Linked DNA regions of Gossypium arboreum: region 2 is linked to region 1. A link is a contact called in public Hi-C data. All regions are on one chromosome and are shown on one strand. Each heading gives the region's core, a stretch centred on a gene start, on an enhancer-like site or on the middle of the called end of the contact. The rest is flanking DNA. Distances are from core to core; before and after follow the strand shown. Region 1 holds the start of LOC108489586. Region 2 has its middle 16 kb from the start of LOC128283347.

Region 1 (5,608 bases), core at 1,408-3,907:
ATAGTGTAAAATTACCGAACATCTGGAGCTATAACATGCTCAACTGTGGTTGCTACCAAGGCAGCAAGATGTCCCATGAAATTATCATGAGTAGCACGATTACTGACAGAAGCCAAACCCCCTGGGAATAAGATACTCCGTATTCGTGGCAATGTTCTAGGACTGACACTTCCTTCTTCAGTTTCAATCTTCCCGTAAGTACAAGGGCCAGCCGATAGGTCGATCACAACAAACCTGAACAGTAGAGGCAGAAATGAGCCCCAGAGAAAGAGATTAAAAAAAAAAAGTGAGAGGTTATAGAGCAGCTAATTGAGAAGTGGAATTCTATATTATCAAATATCTTGTTAAATCTAGCAGTTCTTTCTCATAAGTCCATAAATCAGGGACTCAAAAGTTAAACTTTCGACAAAGTAATTCAACTCAAAACAGACCTTCCAGAGCTAAGCCAAACTTGAGACGCTCCTCCTCCATTGTATCGATATCGATATATGTAGTCTCCCTCTTGTTGTTTCATTTCTTCATTAGTCAGTGGGGTAAGTTTGCTATACATCAAACTATCAAGATCAACCTCCTTATTCCTAGGATCCATTCTGACCTAAAAAGAGGCCGAATCATTCACCAGTGTATCAAGAAGGAAAATTTCAAAACAATGCAGCCATGTAAGGGGAAAGGAAAAACAAAAACACTAGGAATGGTCAAAGTTTCATACAGACAAAACACAGAACTCATGTTTGAAATTATACTTAACAAAACACAGAACTAATGTTTGAAATTATACTTAGCTTATACCTTGTCGAAGTTAACAATAAATATAGCAGTTGGCACAGGTCTATCCATCTCTTTAGCAGAATATCCCCCACTTTCCATGTCAAATATATATGAATATAGCTTTTGGAATACTGGCTCCACAGCTGTTGCTTCCACCTCAAATAGGGGCACCTCTCTCCCAAAATCAGGCTAATATGTAAAATGAAAAAAAAAAGAAAAAAAGAAATTGATATATAAAAGAATTCATATGGTTAATATTCTTTCCACTATCAAGAGTAATAGTAAATATGAAGCAATATAGTAGACCTCTCTTGCGAAAAAAGAAATTGATATACAAAAGAATTCATATGGTTAATATTCTTTCCACTATCAAGAGTAATAGTAAATATGAAGCAATATAGTAGACCTCTCTTGCGGAACCAGCAGGAACCATGGCCTCCTTCAGTGCCTTCTCAAGCGCAATCAATTCTGGCTGTCCTGCCTATAGTAGAACAAATAAGTGAAGAACAACAGTAACAACTCAGTTTAGATATCTAGTTGAAGCTTAAACCAGTAGTAATTATTAAGATGCAATAAGGAATGAAAAAACTTACAGGAAATGTGTTATAAACAACATGATGTTCGATATCAAGGGGCTCCTCGGTCTCGAGACAGGAAGGCCTATGAGAGGGAAAGCTAACTCTCAGAAACTCCTCCAATTTCTGTGCATCGACATTGTACCGATAGCCACCATCTCCATTGAGACCAATTAGCACCACATTCACCTCGAGCGGAACCTGAAATGGAACCTGCACAACAGAACTTGTTCTAATCATAACCATAGATGAGTAAAACTAAGCTAACAGCCACAACCTCTTCATGTTTCTAGGGATTCCAGGAACGCAATTTAAATTTTGAATCACATTTTGGGAGAGATCAACTACGTAGCTCATTCACTCAAGTCGAAACCTATAATATTGGTAAGTTCCTTTAAAGTAATCACTAAAACAACAAAAAATCAATGAAAATTGGCGAGAAAAATGTCCATATAAGTTTCTTTAGAGATTTAACAAGATTTTTAGAAAGGGAACCTTTTCTAATCATAACCAGAGATGAGAAGAACTAAGCTAGCAGCCACTAACTCTTCAAGGTTCGAGAGATTTTCAGAACGCAATTCGAATTTTGAATTACATTTTAGGATAGATCAACTGTGTAGCTCAAATTCAGTCAATTCGAGTCCTATAATTTTCGTAAATTCGACGCTCTAAATTAATAATTAAAATGAAAAAACCTCGATGAAAACCCGATATTATTAATAATATGAATTTTTTCAAAAAAGAAAAAGAAAACTCGATGAAAATTGGCGAGGAAAAAGTCGTCATAATTTCTTCACAGATTTAACAAGATTTTCAGAGCGAGAATCGATTACCTCAGCACGCGTGTGGAGCGTGCGGCGAACATCGGATCGGACGCTGTCGCGAACTTCGAGGAATGCGCTATGGTGCCAGTGAGGGTGATCAGGGTCTCTTTTGAACGCTTGTTGAGTAGAATCGGAGAAAGTTGCGAGTCCACTGAGTGTAACGAGAAATATCGAACATGATAACATAGACGATAACCTCGATCTCGATTCCATTTCAGTGATAAAAACAGAGGAGAAATGCGTGAAAATGGTTACTCAATTAATTTTGTATGAGCGTTTTAGCCACTACCGGCGATGACTTGCGCCTAGACTGAACTGGGAATTAATAATTTACGAAGTTTCCAAAATGATGCCTGCTTTTGTGGTTAAATTACGAGATGTAGAATGAAAACATTTTATAATGAGCCTTATGATTTTGGGCAATCAATTTTCAACTTGAAGCAGCCCACCCCATCTTCTTTCATCAAATTACGAACGGTTAAACTTGGTGTATATTTTTCCCTTTGTTGTTTATGTTTAATTAGTACTTAATTTTAAAATAGTTAAATAATTTGACATTTTATTTAAAACGTGTTTTTCCAGTGAAAAGAAAATTAAAATGATGAAAAATTGAAGGATGAAAAAATAAAAAGATAAAAGAAAATATTATTTTTCTTTTTATATATGTGTCGAGTAGAAAAGATGGAAAAGATTTTTTTCCTCCATTACCTGGTAAAATTGAAAGATTTAATGAAATAAAATAAAATATTTGAAATATATATAATTTAAACTAAGAGACACTTCTCCTACTTTCTCTCCAATCACCGTTCCAATTTGGAAGAATTTGTTTTTATGTATGAGAATGAAAAATTATCGTTTCTCTCATTTTCTTTCTCACCCTGCACATTTAAAATTTATTTTCTTTCCACTTTTCCACTCCCTTCTGACATTGCTCCACTTTTTTTCCTAACCAATCACACCCTTAAGCTTTGTTTGGTACAAAAGAAAGAAATTTAGAAAATTGGAGAGGAAAACTAGAAGGATGGAAAATATAAATTTTCTTTCAATGGATATGCTTGGTAGAAAAGATGAAAAAAATAATTTTCTTTCTCTTAATTGCTTAGTAGAGTTAAAAAATGAAAGGAAAGCAAATAAAACAATCGAAAAATGTAAAATTTGAACAAACATACACTTCTCTCCCATTTTCTCTTTTCTAATCATTTTAATTTAGAAAGATCAGTTTTTATGCATTAGAATGAAAAATGATCATCTCTCTTATTTTATTTTCTCTCACTTTTCTTCCCAACTAAGTACACTCTAAATTTATTTTCTTTCTATTTTTCCACTTTCTCCTTCTATTCCTCTATTTTTTTCATCCAACCAAATACACCTTAAAGTTATATGCAATAGTATAAACTTAAAAGGAATAGGTGCTTTTTTTTTTTTTGAAAAAGCACTTTTGGAATCAAAATAATATTCTTAGCCCTCATTTATCATTATACTTATTTTTTGTAATATTTATATTAGGTATACAATTATTTCACTTCTTGAAATTTATTTCAGCATTATTTATTGGAACTAATTTGTATTCTTATGTGATTCACAATTATATATATTAACTTTTTAATTCTTTTTAACATTAATTTATGTTAATTTCTTCAAAAATATTATTAAATTAAAAATTAATGTAAATAAAAATATTTAACTAATTTAGAATAAGTTATATTAGTGTTATTTGGTCTTAAAATTATTTACTATTAAAACAATACAAAAATTCATCATGGTATAAATATTAATATTAATACATTATAGTTTAAAACTATTATTAATAATATTAATATATTATAATTTAAAAATATTATTAATAATTTCTTACAGGTTATTTATTTTATATATATTGTTAAATTAATTTGTTTTAATCTTTAAATTGTTAATATTCAATTTTGTGATTTTGTATTTATTTTTGTGCTACTTTAATCAATGAATATAATTAATTCTTATTATATTTGAAAATACAAATTTAATTTGATAAATGTTATTAATATATGTCTTTCTTTAAAAATATATTTTAAGCTTCACAATTTAATATTCATTAATTTTATATTACAACATTAAAATTGAATTCATTTAAGTAAAATATTTTACGTCGATAAATGTTATTATTATATGTCTTTCTTCTTGGTGTAAAGTAAAGAACAGATGATTACATGGATTTATACATAGATATAGTACCTCTAATACTATCTTCTTATAGTATTTCTTTGATTGCCACGGGAAGATCTTCGAACATATGTAAGTCTTCATCGTTCAATGAAGCAATTTTTGCTATTGCATCCGCTGCCTTACTAAATTCTCTAGGGATGTATTCCTAAAACCACTTCTTTTCAGTTGATAAAATCTATTGAATTCGCCTAACCAAGGCAGAATTTGATCCTTCAAGTTTACTGTCGCCAATGATTTTAATGACCTCAAGATTATCAGATTGGATGACGACCTCATCATAACCTTGTTTTTGAATCAGTAATATTAAACCATCTAAAATGCTCCAAAGTTCTACAATAAAAATTGAGCACTTCCCCAAAAAACGATTATAGCCCAAAATCCACTTCTCCTTTCCATCTCGTATTACTCCACCTACACTAGAAAAACCTGAAACAGTTTGAACAAATCAATCAATGTTAAGGAAAAAATGCATACCTGAATTTGTTTGTTCAGAGTGGTATTGCGAATTCGACTTCAAATATTCTTTATAAACTAAGGAATATTGGTTTGACCAACTATATAAAATCTTAATGATTTCATCTGGACTCATTGGTTTACCTAGGAAAATGATTAAATTTTGATTTTTCCATATGTGCCAAAGTAATAACTTGAAGAAACATGCCCATTCCAATTCTCTCATGTTAAGGTTTGACTAAACCTCCGATAAATTAGCATAGAAAAAATGCTACTTCAGATTTGGTGGGAGAACAAGTTTCCATATATCCTTCGCGTACGAGAAATCTCTGAGAACATGTGATGCATCCTCGAATTCATGGCCAAAAAGGTGACATGACTTATCTTGTCCAATCCCCTTATAGACCCTTTCAGTATTAGTTAGAAGGCTCTGTTTTAAGTCCAACCAAATAAACTATCGCACTATTTGGGGACTCGAAAATTTCTATACAATGTTCCAAATATCATCTCTTGGATTCCAAGACTCCTTTTTTAGCATTCAGTATGCACTTTTGACTGAAAAAAATACCAAACGAGGTACGAGTTCATGATATAAAATCTGGTCCTGCTTAAATCATAGGTGGTGGAACACCAATGATGCGTTGGATGACATTTTTTGGCAACCAAACTCAACTAATAAAATTAAGAAGAAAAATAAACATTCTAACCAATTTTATCTAATTACTTTAGCATTCTATTTTTTATGAGTTATTCTTTCTGTAACATTAAATATATACTTATTCTTAT
Region 2 (5,608 bases), core at 1,642-4,141, 350 kb before region 1:
GCGTTTAAAATTACTCAATAATCTATAAGTGTTAAAAATGGGATAATGTCATAGTTGGTACTTGTATTTTAAAAATATTTAATGTGATATTTGAATTATCAATGTGTTTTATTATTGTGCTTAGTGTTAATACGTCTAATAAATTGTTAAACTAGTCAATTTGACATTAGAATTCTTTTTCAAATCATCAAGCAGAACATTTTGTGAAATAGATAAATAAAACAAAAATTAAATTAAAAAGAAAATAACTAAACATATGGTTAATAAAAGAAGAAGTAAATACTAAATTTACATGAGATAATCAAAATAAATTTAGTATTTTTTCTTTTTATTAACCATATGTTTATTTATTTGTTTTAAATTCTTTTTTTTATTTGTTTTGTTTTTCTCATGATGTTTTATTATCCATATGGACTTGATGATTTGAAAAAATATATATACTTGATGAAGTTTCATTGGCTAGCTTACCAATTCACTAACAATTGTTAACATCAAGTACCTTAATAAAAAAAAAACATATTGTTAGTTCAAGAAATACATGTGACATTTTCAAAATACAGACATCACATTAGATATTTTCTAAAAGTAAAAATACCAAAGTATCACATTAAATATTTTTAAAGTATAAGTACTGATATTTCATGAAAAAGGTACCAAATATTACATTATTCCGAAAACTTATTATAATACATGGAAGAGGTGTTTCCATAATCTTTCCTCAAGTTGTAGAAAATAATATATAATCCAACCCATAAAGACAGCAAGTGAAACAAAGGTATCAGTAAATATAAAAAGAGATCACAAGGATTAAGAATGGCTTTTATCATCTTATTCAAGCTTTCAATCTTCTTTTACATCAATTTTATGTCACAAACGTTGCAAATAATTTCCCCTCTTCTGGATTTTCATTTTTCACATCGATCGATTCAATGCAGCAGTCTGCCAACAGAATTTATGGTTCAACATCATGTCAAGAAATGCAGGGTGAAAAAATACCAGAGGCTGCCATAAAAGGACAACGGAACATGTCTTTTGAAACACATATAATTTCAATCCAGACCGACAAGTCATAGCTTTTAATATTTTGTTTCCGAAGGGACCGCAATTATTTGCCTTCAAATATTCATTCACTTCATCATCTACCTACATTTTTTCTTTTCATTTTAACCTCGGATTTGAGATTTTATTTAAAGTTTGTTATGTTTATGAATATTTTACTTTTTTCATTATTCATGTCCGTCTTATGATCTATATTCATGATTTATGATTGTTCCTTCCAACAATATCACTTATAAAGCTTAAACCTTCACTTTCTCTTAAAAATATAATGTCATTACACCCAATACTTGTTGATTATATATATATATATATATATATATATATATATATATATATATATTACATTTAAGAATTCATATTTAATACAATCACAATACATAACTTTACCTAACATCAAATTTTATTAAAATTTAATTTTGTATTTTTATTTTTATAGCGATAATGCATCAAATATAATTTTTATTATGTCTAATCAATACGAACTATAGTAACTAATAAGTGTGTTAGATGTAATAGTAAGTTATATTACATTTTCAAAGAAAGAATGCATACTTAAACCTTTAAAACACGGAATAATTATGAACCCTAACATGAAAACAAAAGAAGCATATTCTCAAAGAGAAAACATGGACCAAAGTAGCAAAATTAATATAACTTAAAAGCATCATCATTTATTTTTTAGTCTGGGTAAGGCTTGAAGGCCCATAAATTTGGATAATTTTTGTCACCTTATATGGACAAGTTTTGCCCATAATTTCTTTCAGTTAAATCAGGCTTCGGGCCTTAGTACCCACTTACTTAGTTTCAGATTTTAATCAAAAGCTTAATCCAAAAAGTAAACACAAAGTATTATTATATAATTTCAAAACTGGCTCTAGCAACATAAGTATATGTTTTCACTTCATTGAACCAAATTTTGTTAAATTTAGGGGCGACTTTAGGATTTTACACCTAAATTTTTAAAATTTCAGTTTAACTCTTTTAATTTTTAATTTTTTATTTTAATCTTATAATTAATGTTTAAAAATAAGATAATTTTGTGTTTGGTCCCTCAAAGTTTTCTAAAGTTTCTTTTAATTTGATTTCTTTTATAGAATGTATAATTTTCTATAATAAATTTAATAACATTGGTAGGCTAATACAAAATAGTTTTTAATTATTAATTTGGTAAAATAATTAATACTTAAATAATTTCAATTTCAATCAAATTAAGCATCTAAATGTTTTGATTATCAAAATCATCTCACATTTAATAGGCCAGACCTAGTTTTAACGTATCTATTTTTAAATATCCCGGCCTTCTTATCAATATTTCTGGCTTTCCCCTATTCCGTGAGTTTCTGGGTCGTTTTTTCAGCAGTGGACTCGCACGCTGGTTGTGGTAGAATTTGGATAGTTTTGTCGTCTTACATTCGACTTAGGTCCATTGGTGCACGTTGTTTCCAGTGACTTGCTGGTTGTTGTAGACGAGCCACAATGATTTCATCTTTCGTAATTCCAATGGTAGCAGCAAGCATGTGGTGGTAGCGAGTATTGCGTGTGGGCAAGCAATTATCACTATGGATCTTCCCAACCGTCTCTCTAGCTGCTCTTATTCTCGTATGTGTTGGCAACCACCGAATGTGGATTGGTCAAGGTCAACGTCGATGGTCGTTGTCTGAGCGACGTAACAGTGCTTGTATTGGTGGTGCTGTCCGAGATTGTTGTGGGGAATGGCTAGGTGGCTTCACAATGTCAATTGATGTTTCGTCGGTTTTCCAACTAGAGGCACGTGCGTTGTACGTCGGACTTCAGTTTGCATGGGATAGGGGCTTCCATAGTGTGGCGGTGGAGAGTGATAATGCCCTTCTCAGGAGTGGTGTTACTGTGGACAGCAGCTTTGGTGAGTTGCGGTTAGCGCATGCGTTGTGTGAGCGTAATTGGAACGTATATGTCTAAGACATGTTGGCCGTGCTTTGGACCAAGTTGCTGATCATCTGCCACCGATCCGTTCTTCCCAGCTGAATGAGTTTAATGCTTTCCACACAGCTCCGGTGTCGGCTGAACCTTTGTTGGCTGCAGATGCACGCTGTTTCTTCCAAGATGTTAGCAGGGAGCTAAACATTGTCTAGTAGTTAGCTCTGCTCTTTTCTAAAAGGCAAAGTTATTAAAAGATAAGAATGCCTCATGGCAGTTTTTAAAAAGATGAAAAATCAATAAAAAGGGAGTTGCACTATTAAAAGGAGCGGAAAAAGAGAGATAAGAAACTGTTGCAGATCGTCTTCTTCATATTTTCTATAGGAGCCCAACGGCCCACTACTTCTTTCACCATTTTTCTTTATCCTAATCTCTGTCAACTCTCTAATCCCAGTGAGCTAGCACTAAACGACCTCAATTTAGCCACCATCTTCCCCCCCAAGGAAACCACAGTCACCAATATCCTCACCCTTTGTCTTGTGCTAAAACACCCCGATGCTGTCAGCCATCATCACTGCCCACTTGCAAGGCCATATCAAATCCAAACCCTCTAAATACCTGAGGAGAGCATGGAGCTTGCACAGGAGAAATGGTGATCAAATACAGTGAGGAGGAGCACATTGAACTAATCTACCCCCAAAGTTATTGGGCTACAATATAATTTCTCTTTTATTGTTAACATGGTTTATTATTTTGTTGAACATGTCATTGTGTTGTTGGATCTCCACAAATTTAAGGCTTGGGTGTCGTTCATTGCATGTGTTTTGTATTCTGTATTAATATATAACAATTATAACCCGGATTAGATGAGATAATAATTTCTTCTACCTTAATTAATGGTTTAAAGTTTAAGTTTGTTCTGAATATAAAATAATTTTAAAATTCGTGATTAACGTCTACTCATTTAATTGTCAAAAACTAAAAAAACTTAAGTATTTAACTTAAATTTAAGATTAAATTTGAAAATAAAAAAATTAATAATATTAATAGATGGATTAAAAATTTTAACTTTGAAAAGTGAAAGAACTAAATTACTGAAAATTAAATTTTAAATATATAACAAAAATTTATGTAAATAGTAACTTTTAAATAATTTAATCAACAAATAAATAATTAATCCAACAAAGGTGAAAACCATAGCAGTTATAATGTGTTTTTGGCATGAATGTTTGGACACGTTCTGTTTCAATGCAATATGGGGCTTGTTTCATGGGTAAATTCAATGCACTTGGTGAAAACCTATATGCAAGAATATATTTTTAAAAAGTTTTATTTTTTAGATAAAAATAATAAAAATAATATTTCTCGAACTACCATAATTTATAACTTTTTCCGCCTCATTGGGAGAGATTTCATCGATTATTATTACTCCTATATGTCGTAGACTCGAGAGAGATATAGGAAAGCACTTAATATCTATGTTATTTATTCCAATATTATATATATATATATATTTAAAATCCAATAATAAAAATAAATATATACATTTGGAATCATAATTAAATATTAAATTTTTAACTTTTAATTTTTGAGACTCGAGGCAACACGTATTTATTGATGTGTCAATTTTAGGTGTAGCGAGGGTACTAAAACCTTCTTCACGCGTGAGCAACTCCTAAATAACAATTTTACTCTGATTTTCTGGACATAGAGTAAAATTATCTTTTTAAAGAATATTAAAATTTTTCTTTTTAAAATATTATTTTATAGGTGACTCGATTACACCAAAAAAAATTCGATAATGACTCCTTATTTTCATAAAACCACATGTTTTCATATTCTATCAAAATATATCAAACTATTTTATGTAAAAAATTGGTTTCATGAAATAGTTTGATAGAGATTTCATGGTGAAACAATTCTTTTGATCATTGAAAGGAAATACCTTTAATTGGTACACAAATCTTGAGCTTGAAAATGATTGACAACTAGGAAGAACTTGAGTAATAATTTCTCAATCAATTTTATAGCACTCGTCGCATTATCAACATGGTCGAGCTCACAAGATCACAATAGTGAAAAGACGAGGCAATCATCGATTACATTCACCACTGGAATAATCTAAGTCTAAACTACAAACAGAAATTGTCAAACTCATCTACCATCAATATGTGGATACAAGGCATGAATTGGGCCTTACGCTACATTCTCCAAGGCATCAAGCCCAAGTCCGTAGTAGAATTAGCTATCACGCTCACAACATGGAGTTAAGTATGACAACTGTTGCAAATGAAGAACCTCCTGAGCAAGTAGTTCACAATGGGGGCGAAATTTTAGTTGATGTCGATCAAGCCATTGCTAGAAATGTCCGATGCACAACCAATCTCTCTCATAGGTGCTAGCCCTGCTGATAACTCAACAGGCTTCATATCAGTTTGTCGCACCTCTAGCATTTCCAAGGAGGTCTCCTTAGTACTCTGTTCTACCAAGTTAATATTCCCTCCACATGAAACATCTTTGTTTAGCTGGAATGCCAACAATACCTTGGTTCCACCCTTCATGTCTAAACTCAACGACACAATGGATTGTTGTTTTCAAGTATCCAAGATACATATACAATAAAGAACCAAAAGAGAATTAATTTTGTTAAGGA

What was found. A called contact is a pair of places that touch in the nucleus more often than the background predicts.
Region 2: a Hi-C map of leaf shows a contact between it and region 1, with 4 times the contacts expected there. The contact joins the enhancer-like site here to the promoter of LOC108489586 in region 1. A contact is called at or near these places in 3 of 5 Hi-C or Micro-C datasets (all in leaf).

Annotation. Positions count from the first base shown.
Region 1 is chr10:111,205,456-111,211,063 of ASM2569848v2, reverse strand. LOC108489586 reads right to left here and starts at 2,657. Exons shown (of 16, transcript XM_017794235.2): 1 at 2,177-2,657; 2 at 1,362-1,556; 3 at 1,175-1,249; 4 at 790-957; 5 at 432-595; 6 at 16-234. The coding sequence starts at 2,380.
Region 2 is chr10:111,553,989-111,559,596 of ASM2569848v2, reverse strand. No RefSeq gene overlaps it. Among protein-coding and RNA genes, the nearest start is that of LOC128283347, 16 kb to the right of the region's middle. Within about 2 kb of position 2,891, at least 1 of the 2 cell types and tissues checked has an H3K27ac peak or open chromatin away from gene starts, as enhancers often do. A contact at or near this core is called in leaf, where this site is marked.